3 separate regions of the Anser cygnoides genome follow, and regions 1 and 2 are each linked to region 3. A link is a contact called in public Hi-C data. All regions are on one chromosome and are shown on one strand. Each heading gives the region's core, a stretch centred on a gene start, on an enhancer-like site or on the middle of the called end of the contact. The rest is flanking DNA. Distances are from core to core; before and after follow the strand shown. Region 1 has its middle 77 kb from the start of TMEM63B. Region 2 has its middle 110 kb from the start of TMEM63B. Region 3 has its middle 49 kb from the start of VEGFA.

Region 1 (3,271 bases), core at 497-2,996, 200 kb after region 3:
ACCTCTCAGTGAGGGTGCACTCACTTTTGGGTACCCAGATGCCAGTCTCATTGAAGATGATATGATCAGAGAAAAGCAGATACTATGGGAAGCACCTAATACCATTTGTCATGTTTTCAGGCCTGTAATAATGAATTAGAGCTCTTTGCTTGTATTCAGACCAGGCCTGCCTGGTCCTGCAACTCCTGCCAGTTTCTGAATGGACCGTGACCTAGGAAGCTTCTCAGCAGCTCCAGAACAGGTCCCTGGGAGAAAACATAGACAGCATGCCACTGAGCCATTTCCTATGAGAGCTGGGCAGAGAAACAAAGGAGCTTTTTCTTCCATGGGAAAATGCCAAATCATCAAAACCTACATTTTTCACAGGGGCACATCAGTTCTGATGACATTTCCAGGAAGACATTTCTCTGATGCAGGATAGAAAGCAGGTGGTTATTTCTATTTTGGAGGAGGGCAGAGAAATGAAGGAGATGGACAAGGAAAAAAAGGCTACAGTCAATCCACTGGCCAGGCGATGTGAGAAACAGCTCAAGGATTGCTCTGCCTGATCCAGAACTAGGGCTGGATCTGTTCAGTAGTACACTGAGCAAACACCTGTCTGTGAGAGAATAGCTGTAGGGGAGAAGGGGAAAGGTGTCTACTTTTTGCAAGACGTGTTTGAAAAGGCCCAGGTTCATCTCGTTTCAGAATAGCAGTTATGACACCCTGCAAATGTCTGTACATGAAGACTCATCTCTAGCCAGACATATGGTTTGAATTCCTCTACACCTCATCTGCATCCTTCCAGCTCACCAATTAGCAGCAGCATCTTTACTGTATGTCAGGATTGTGTCCCTGCAGGGACCAAACGCCCTGGGACATGAAGTGAGTCCTCTCCTCCAGTTAGAACACCATTTCCTTTCTTTCTTGCACAGAAACTTTCCTCTTTATCAGCCACGCTCTGCCATGCAAGTGTGGAGCAGGCTCTCAGCTAGGAGAACACTGACTTCCCATGTGCTCTGGTGACTTACCCCAGTGGAGGACCTTGCCCTCTGGTGCACAGCTAGGATGCTCCCCCCCAGCACTCAGCCCTTTCTGGATCAAGCCTAGAGAAGCGCTGCAAATTCCCATCCCAATCAGTCAGAAATGTGTCAAGCTGATGCTGCAATACCCACCCAGTACACAAATGCTGCTCTTCAGGGTCACTCTCTCCCCCCAGCAGGTCTGGCCCTGTCCTGCAGACCCTTGCTGCTGGGTGAAACACATTTTCTTTTGGCACACAGATGCCTTTGTTCAGCTGGCTCTGCTCTTTTACAGGGATCGTCCACAGCCCTGCAGCTCACTCCGAGCTCCCTTCCTTCTTGGTGCCGCTGGAAGCATGGCCTTTTCTGGTTCATTTACACCAAGGCTCAATTCAAAAGGGACCAGATGTGTATTTTTTTTTCAGTGGGCCAGGCTTTGGTAAAGCGGAAATCCTCCCCTGGTGTGGCAGGTCTGTTCTCCTAACAGGTAGCCATTTCAATGGCTGGTAGGGATATTCATTCCTCCTTGCATGTGACTGGGAGCCTTAATTCCTGGGAGGGAAGAGCCCAGCTTGAGTTGCACGCTCCACAGTGCTACAGGCCTTTGAAACTGCATTTTCTAGTCCTTCAGCTTCTCAAAGGCTCTGAGAGGCCAAAATTTAAAGCAGGTCTGTGCTCTAGTGAGTAACTGATGTAATTACGCTCACTTGTTACAAGGGGAAGCTTTCACAAGAGGGGGAGGCGGTGGCCCCTCGCCAGGAGGTGTGTCCTCGATGACAAGCTGTGGAGCCAATCGCAGGCCCGAAAGATCATCACATTCATACCAAAAAGAAAAGAAACTGCCCTAGGGTATTTATATTGAGGAAGGAAAAAAAAAAAAAAAAGAGTTGGCAAAGAAAGAGAAAAAGAGACTGAGAACCTGCAACTTTGTTAACTAACTCTGCAGCTGAATTCAAAAAAGCCAGGCTGGTCCCCCTGCAAATCTTGCTTCCCATCCCCTTCCCTCCCTCGAAGCATCTCTGGAAACCTCTCTGTAAGCTGGAGTGAAAAGTTCAGCTGCCCGCAGTGGTCCTGCTCTCCTCCTGGCTGGCCACCTGGTAAGCCCGGGGGGCTGCCCACCCAGGCCTGGCCCTCGGGAGGGCAGGGTGGGCAGTGGTCCTCCATCGGAGGTCTCTGGCACCCATGGGGCAGGCAGGAGCCCCGCGGGTTAATGATTACCTTCACAGCCCCGAGCACAGTGGCATGGGCTCCTGGCTCCCTGTATCTACGTTAAACAGCTGGGGAAAGAGAAGGCAAGTTTAGCTTTAACCAAGGGGTAAACGGTCAGCATTTACAAATGCTGAACCACCAAAAACTAGCCAGTCAGAGGTTATTTATTCCACTTACACAAGAGGACCGTGCAGTCCAAAGGATGAGGGGCCTGTATGGGTGTAGAAAGCCTGTTTTCTGCCACCGGCCAGCTGGATGAAGCCGGGGGGGAAAGCGCTTCCTCTCCCCGTGCTGCCTCCCTTCCCTGCCCTTTTTGGTGCCGTTTCTGTTTGGACGGCGTGTTCCCCGGAGTACAGGCTGTCTCCAACCGCGCTTGTGTGGAGACGCTCACAATGGAGCTGTAACCTAACCTCGGTGTGAACGTACTGCCATTAATAATAATAAAAATGCCCATCACTGTAGGGCGGCCGCGAACAGCCAGCCCAAGGCTTCCCTTGCAGGCAGGCTGCCGAGGAACAACTAACTCATGGGGCAGGGTGCTGAGGCAAGCCTCCCCGTCGTGGCCACCGGCTCCAGCTCCCGGTGGCCGCGTGTCGCGGGGCTGATGGCAGAGGAAGACACGAAGCCGGAGCCATCCGCCCCGGCCTCACACCTCGCCCCGCAGCGGGCGGTGGAGGTGGCGGGGCGCCATGCCAAGGTGCCACAAGCCCCCTCATGGAGACACCATGCCCGCAGGCGTCGCCGAGGGGCCGGGCCGGGCTAAGGAGCGGGGCTGCCCTGCCACCTGCCGGCAGAGCCCGGCTCGGCGCCTCGTGGGCCCGGGCATGGCCGGGGAGCCCCCGGGGAGCACCCGGGAGAGGGGTGGTGGGGCCGGGGTGCTGCCCGGGCTGGCCCCCAAAGGCCCGCCATGCCCGTCCATCTTGTCGCCCACACCGTGGCACTTGGCTGCGGGTCCCAAGGGAATGGCAGCGGAACCGAGCCCCAGAGCTGGTGCAGAGAGCGGCCTGGCAGAGGCCGTGCCACGCCGCAGAGCTCACGGGGAAGGCTTGGTTTTTTTCCCT
Region 2 (3,131 bases), core at 264-2,763, 170 kb after region 3:
TGCTGTTTGTTTTTAGCCTTCCTGAAAATGCTCCTCCTACTTTTTTTTTTTTTTTTTTTAACGTCTATTTGCAGTCCCTCTAAGTACATTATTTTGTTACAGGATATCTATTCTGAACTGAAGAAAGGTTATGCTCCACGGCCACGTGGCAAGACACTCAAGACAGCTCTGTCAGGGTCTAGAATACAGTGGATGGTGGCACTGGATTATGGATTGTGGCACAAACTGAACGAACATGGAAACAGAAATGCCTATAGGATGGTGTTTCCTTTTGTCCATCAGGTGTGTTCTGCTTTCAGAAACAGCGGACATGGAAGGTCAAACGGTTCATTTAATTCTTGGGACAAGAGGTCCTAACAAATTTATTTATTTTTTCCTCAGTGTAAAATTGAGAAGTCTTTTCCTGTAGCAGTTTTGTACAACTTTTAGTTTATATTCATCTGCATTCAGATGAATTCAGGGATGTTTTGAGACACTGAGCTTCATATATCATCGGATTTCTCCCGGCTATGTAGAGTGCAGGGCCTGTATGAGTGTTCTCCATACCCAGGTGAGCACTTCTCCCAGACTGTCTATTGATGCCAGCCATCAGTTGAGAGGCCTGCAGTGCTCCCCATGTGAATGCAGGTCTCTTCTTCATTTCTGCATTCAGGAAACCCTGACCTCTTCCCTAAACTCTTCTAAAATAAGTCCACACTCACTTCTTCCCATCCGAGCCTGGAGGAATCTGTATTCAACACCAAAGCAGCCAGTGATAGCTAGTTCAGTCCTCATGTCTAAATTTATTATTTTTTTTTCTTTTGATTTCCCTGGAAATGAGGAGGCTGGGAACATGGAGAGCTGGAACATCTGGCAGCCATCCCTCTGGCAGCCACCTTTGCTGCTGGCAGGACTCCATCTGCTTGGCCACGGCCCACGGTGCCCATGGATGGGTCACAGAAACCCCACTGTCAGGGAAGCTCCTCGGCTGCTGCCAACAGCCCCATCCCATTCATTTCTACCTGTTGCTGTGCTGCATTTGTGGTGCACACCTCTACCTTAGGAGGAATTCACTCTCTCAGTGCAGCTTCACAAGGCAGAGTTTCTAAGGTCTATTTGTTCTGGGGCAACAGCACCAGTGTGTCTCACTGATATTTCACGCTGTTCAGAAAGGACAAGTCAGCTGGCTGCAAGAAGCAGGAGCTGGAGCCCCTGAGACCGTGCCGGGCGCCTGGAAGGAGGAGGAGCAGTGGCAGCAGCCAGCATAGTGATGAAGGAGGAGGGACCCAAGGCCAGCTCGGTGCTTTGAAGGAGGAAGAACACATCAGAGGAGTCTGAGACAGCTGGAGACGACCTGCTCCAAGGGAGGGGTTTGAATGTCAGCCTTCCCTTGGAAACCCAGGAGACGTGAGCAGCGGCAGCACCCAGCTGGCCTGGGGAACAGACTACTTCTTTCAAGTTCTTTCTGCTTCCATAAACCAAGCTGAGTGGATGTTGCCCAAAGACCTCAGCAGGACAGTTCTTGCAAGCCACCCTCGTGATATTCTCCAGGCACCTCTGCCCAACAAAAACCTGTCATTTGGCCTAAACAAGATGAATGAGTTTGTACCTCCCAGGCCTCTAATTCCTTGCAGTCCCATCTGATCAGTTTACTAATAGATACCCGTATCTGAACTCTATTTTCTTCAGACAGTTTCACTGGCAGGGAGGAGAGGTCCTCATGACAGAGGACCCTTGTGTGGGTCCGTGGTGGCATGCTGAACTCAGTATTTTATGAGTTATTCTCATGTGAATTCCTCCTTACTCCCAGAGGAGGAAGTGGCACAAAATCAATGGTACAGATCGATACCTGTACTGATGTATTTCCTGGTGACAGGCCAGATGGCCAATTGACGGTAAACAAAGTCTGAACAAAGTCTGGGCACAGCAAGAGTTTCCAGATGGGAACCAGAAGTTTAGAGCTCATCAGAGCCATCTCCACACACACATTACACGCACCAAATAAACACTAATAAATGATTAACAGAGCTGTTGTGCATTAGCCTCAAGCTTGTGGATCCCTCCCACTATTTCTGGATAATTTCAAAAAAAGGCAGATGATAGGGAATTCTTCTTCGTTTGGAGAAATTAATTAGATGTTCAGCTCTCTGTGGACTTCATACAATCCTGAGAACCCTGTTTGCCCCTCCCCAGATGCTTCAGACTGCAGATCAGTCCTTTCAGTTAAAGGCTGCTCAAGGGCAGTTCCCTTCAAAGTCCATCCAAAGTCTTAAGCATTCAAATCTTCCCTGAGGCCCTACAGAGTAATGCAGTAATCTCTTTCTTCGTTCTGTGAACTGAAAGATCTTTATCTTCAGAGTTCTCAGTTCTGCATGCTATGGGAAAAAGAGATGAGACCTGGGGATGGAAGCTATTGTTTATAATGTAGAGCTGATACAAAGAAATAACTTGGGTTTCTCGCCTTCTTGAGACCTTACTCCTGCATTTCCTCTTTCCCTTCACTTCCTGGTATCTTTCACCTGCAGATAATCTGGATATTCACCTTCCACTTCTGCCTCTGTCAGGCCCATAACACACTGACGGGAAGGAAGGTTCATCCCTTGGAAAACTTCCATCTATTTTGTCAGGCAGCATCTCTAACTTTCAATAATAGCCTGAAACCAGTGGGACCAGTGGGACATATCCAGTGGGACATATCCAGCTATGTCCAGATATAGCACAAGCTGACACAAGTGTCTGGAGCTGAAGTTGGTCTTGCCTGTACTGTAACGACTGGGGTCTTCATAGCCTCCTTCTTGACCATGAACATCTGGATGTAAAGAAGAGCACTGGTCAGGCCCCCAGGAGGAGTGGTGAGCAGGGCACAAGGGAAGTGTCCCCTGATAACTCAGTGGAGCACAGCAGCTCTGCACCAGACACCTTCATTCTCATTCTCTGACCTTCAGTTCTCCAGTTCAATAATCTTATTCATTATACAACAGCAGGATTAGACAGTGCCTGCTGGTTGGCATGCTCTGATGGGCGTTAATACCTGCTGGCACAGAAGCAGGCACATGCCAGTACTCCGGTGTGCTAATGAAAAGGCACCATTTCCTCTTCCACTTCAGCACAGGCTGATGTTTCTTGAGAGCCAGCATTGATCTTTGTGTCCA
Region 3 (3,483 bases), core at 654-3,153:
TTCTGAAAGGTATTCGCAAGCCAAATCAATTATTTTTGGAATTTTCATGCAAAGTGGAATTTCCAACAGTTTCCAGTTTGGGATTTTGAATTTCACATTTAGTATTTCATTTACATTCCAGAATTTCAAAGCACCAGTCAGAAATCCTAGTTCATGCCCTTTCTGTGTTTTATCATGATTACTGGCTGTTTTAGAATAAAGTGTAGTGCATAATATGGCAAGAGATTTGAAGCGTTCCATTCTTTTATTTTTAAATGAAATTAGGAGCAGCTGTTATATAGTACTAATTAAAAAATCTTATCTTTCTTTACAGATCAAAGTGACTTTTATTTGTTTTGTAACAAAACAGTCTGACAAAAAGTCAAACACAGAAAGTGTCAAACTGCTTCATTACAAAACAAACAGGAGACACTTTGATCTGTGAAAAAAAGATAAGGTTTTTAATTAGTACTAAATAACAGCTGTCCATCATGATTTGAGAAAGGAAATAAAACTCCAATATTTCAAGTCTTTTATCCAGTGATGTGCATGTTGAGGTGCTGTCATATAGTAAAAGAGAAGTACAATAAAAATTGGGATACAATTTTGAAATTTATAAGTTCATGAAAATGCATTTCTCAACGCAAAACAGAGAAGACGCCCATACTGACATATTTTGCCAGGGGAAATTTCCATTGACATCAATATCTTGTTATTTAAAACGATGCATTTAATCAAAACATCTTTTAGAAGGAAAAGCTATGTTTAAAAACATTCCAGCCAGCATTGCCTGCAGACACGGGTTTCAGCCATGGCCCTGCTGGGTGGGGTATGAAGGTAAGTAACAACATCAGGCAGAAGCAGCTTCACCACCGTGACTGATGGCATGTCTGCAGTGGGGTGGGATGCAGCTCTCCAAGCACGTGTCACCCGCTAACTCCCTCATCGTAATTCTGGACTTTCTGCTGGGACCTTGCCACCCCTCTTCGCTTGCAAAAGGTCAAGCAGTGGTCTAAGTCATGGTGTTCAATTTGCTCTTCCCTTCCACCTTGCTGTTAACAGCCAGCAAATTTCCTACAGGATCCCCATTGAAAGGGTCCTCAAAACAGCGTCCTGTGATCTCAGGGGCAAGCAAACATCAGCCTCAGTCCAATTCTTGGACGTCAGCTCTGCCCCTTGTTCCCGGATCATTGAGAGCTGCTGGGTTATGCTGCTTGCTTTTCACAGCCTCCTGTTTATCTCACCTTTGGTCCTGCTCCGTGTTTACAGTTAAAGCTGTTCATTCAAGTGCCATATACTTTGTCAGGATTTGCTGAGGGAGCAAAGTTCCTCAGGCAGAAGACAAGAGCAGGGGAAAAACAGCCTGTGGCTGCTACACTTGTCTGTTGCTTGCTTCAGGGAGGTTGCTCAAGACAGGCTGGCAGCTAATATGTACAGAAAAGATAGCAGTAGTAGTACGTCGGCAAAATTTGGAGGCCTCCGAGACTCTCTTTTATTCTTGCTTCTCAGTGATTTCTCAGTGTCTTTATGATGATGATGCAGCAATTGAAGATTTTACTTCCAGCATTTTATCAGGAATGTCTTTTTTATGGTTGCACTAAATTCTTAAATAGAGATGGGGTGACTGCTTCTGCTGCCTCACCCCAGCACTTCACATTTACAGTCTTACATATTTGTGTTCTAGCTATGGTAGATAAAATGATATAAATAAATAAAAAGTAACAGGGAGAAAACATCTCTTTTACTTGGACCAAATCACACACTTTGGTAAAAAAGACAAACTTTCAGGCACCCAAAAGAAGGTTTCTCCTCAGTCACTCACATCCCACAGTAATATAAAATATTAAGACTCAGAGCTTTAGTTCTTCAAAGAAGAAAACCTTGGTGAGCTGGGATTTTTTGACAAGATCCTTGATATCTATGAAAGTCAGGCACAGGCCTCCAATGCTATGAGAATCCCTTGGTCATTGCTGCAACTAAAATCCCATGAAATTATTTGGGATATGAGAAATTCAAGGCCGCAAGTGAAAGGCAATAACCTGTTGCTTAAGAGGTAAATAAAGCAGCACAGAAGTGGGAACCACTGGAGGAGAATGTTAACTTAGTCAGGGCCATGAATATATATCTGCATATTAAAGGGCGACAAAAATACTGTGTGAAAGTCGAAAACGGGTGATTGTTTATATAATTTCAAAGGAACCCTTGAAATAATATTTACAGAGGGTCAGGAGAGGAGAATCGAGCCATTTATCCAGGAAACCGTACTGAATAAAAGTGGAAACAGCAACAACGCTGTGCCAGGGGTCAAGACCACGCATGGGCGTAGCGTTTCCACCGCTTCCGTCAGCCTGGCAGTGACGGCGGGGAAGGGAGGTCCTGCAGGTGGATCAGGCCTCATGTTGTGGCTCAGGCCTCACGTTGTGGCTCAGGCCTCATGTTGTGGCTCAGGCCTCACATTGTGGCTCAGGACTCACATTGTGGCTCAGGCCACATGTTGTGGCTCAGGCCACAGGTTGTGGCTCCCGTGGTGAGAGCAGCCTTCACGGAGCAAGACCCTGTGCAGGTTAAGAGTTAGTTGCCCTGGTAGGCAGCATGGTATAAACGTGAAGGATTAGAGCTAAGAGACTGAGATGAGGTGACACAGTTTGTTGTATTTTCTAGATCTTGAGCCTGAGGAATCACAGACTGGGTTGCAGGACAGGCCCATAAGTAAGCTATCCCTGTCCAGAAGAGCCACTGTCATCTCACGTATGCACAAATACTACCTACTACAGGGACTGTCATTCCTGGAGTCCCTGCTGTCCAGGTACATCATTTTGGTGACCCAGAGGGATCCTTTTGGGTGCAGAAGGGTGATGCCTCCCCTTTAGGATGTTACTGTGGCTGTCAGAGCAGCTTCTGCCCCCTGAGCTGTCCCACCAGAGCTCCCTGAAACCTCCTGGGTGCTCACATGAAGCTCTGGCCAGGCATGCTCCCCCATGACTGAGCCCCAGCAAATTCCCAAGCCTTCAGCCTCAGGCAGGCTCACCCTCCCGTGGGACTTCTAACTTCGTCTTTTCTTCCATCATCCTCCCCCCTGCAGACATTGCCTTCCCCAGGCTCATTCCTCCTCAACCCCTGCTCCTTTCCAAGAGAGACTGCAACGGTTCATCCTGCCCAAAATACTTAATTCCCGTATTTCCCGTACCGTTCTTTTATACCCTGAAATCACAGCCTCTTTTCGCACCAACCACTCCCTGCTCAGGCTCACCATGGAAGGTCAATCACCTTGCTGAGCATTAATCAAGCTTTCTTGGCAGCCTTCCCCAGGGAGGGGACCCGGTATTCTTACGTAGCCCACGTGCTCCCAGGGCTGTGCCAGTCCAGGGTAGGCAGCAAGCGGCTGAGCTGCTGCTTTGGTGGCAAGCTACGTGACATTTCCACAAAGACGCTTCTTTGCTTTCCCCTCAAGATCTTCCCAAAGATGAAATAACGCAACACATGCAGTACTGTGTTATGATGGAG

Evidence for each region. Hi-C and Micro-C count contacts between places; a contact is called where the count stands out from the background.
Region 1: a contact with region 3 is called in a Hi-C map of liver, with 6 times the contacts expected there. The contact joins two enhancer-like sites. A contact is called at or near these places in 2 of 7 Hi-C or Micro-C datasets (both in liver).
Region 2: a contact with region 3 is called in a Hi-C map of liver, with 5 times the contacts expected there. The contact joins two enhancer-like sites. A contact is called at or near these places in 2 of 7 Hi-C or Micro-C datasets (both in liver).

The regions. Positions count from the first base shown.
Region 1 is chr3:34,007,001-34,010,271 of Taihu_goose_T2T_genome, reverse strand. No RefSeq gene overlaps it. Among named protein-coding and RNA genes, the nearest start is that of TMEM63B, 77 kb to the right of the region's middle. Within about 2 kb of position 1,746, at least 3 of the 3 cell types and tissues checked have open chromatin away from gene starts, as enhancers often do. A contact at or near this core is called in liver, where this site is marked.
Region 2 is chr3:34,037,488-34,040,618 of Taihu_goose_T2T_genome, reverse strand. No RefSeq gene overlaps it. Among named protein-coding and RNA genes, the nearest start is that of TMEM63B, 110 kb to the right of the region's middle. Within about 2 kb of position 1,513, at least 2 of the 3 cell types and tissues checked have open chromatin away from gene starts, as enhancers often do. A contact at or near this core is called in liver, where this site is marked.
Region 3 is chr3:34,210,936-34,214,418 of Taihu_goose_T2T_genome, reverse strand. No RefSeq gene overlaps it. Among named protein-coding and RNA genes, the nearest start is that of VEGFA, 49 kb to the left of the region's middle. Within about 2 kb of position 1,903, at least 1 of the 3 cell types and tissues checked has open chromatin away from gene starts, as enhancers often do. A contact at or near this core is called in liver, where this site is marked.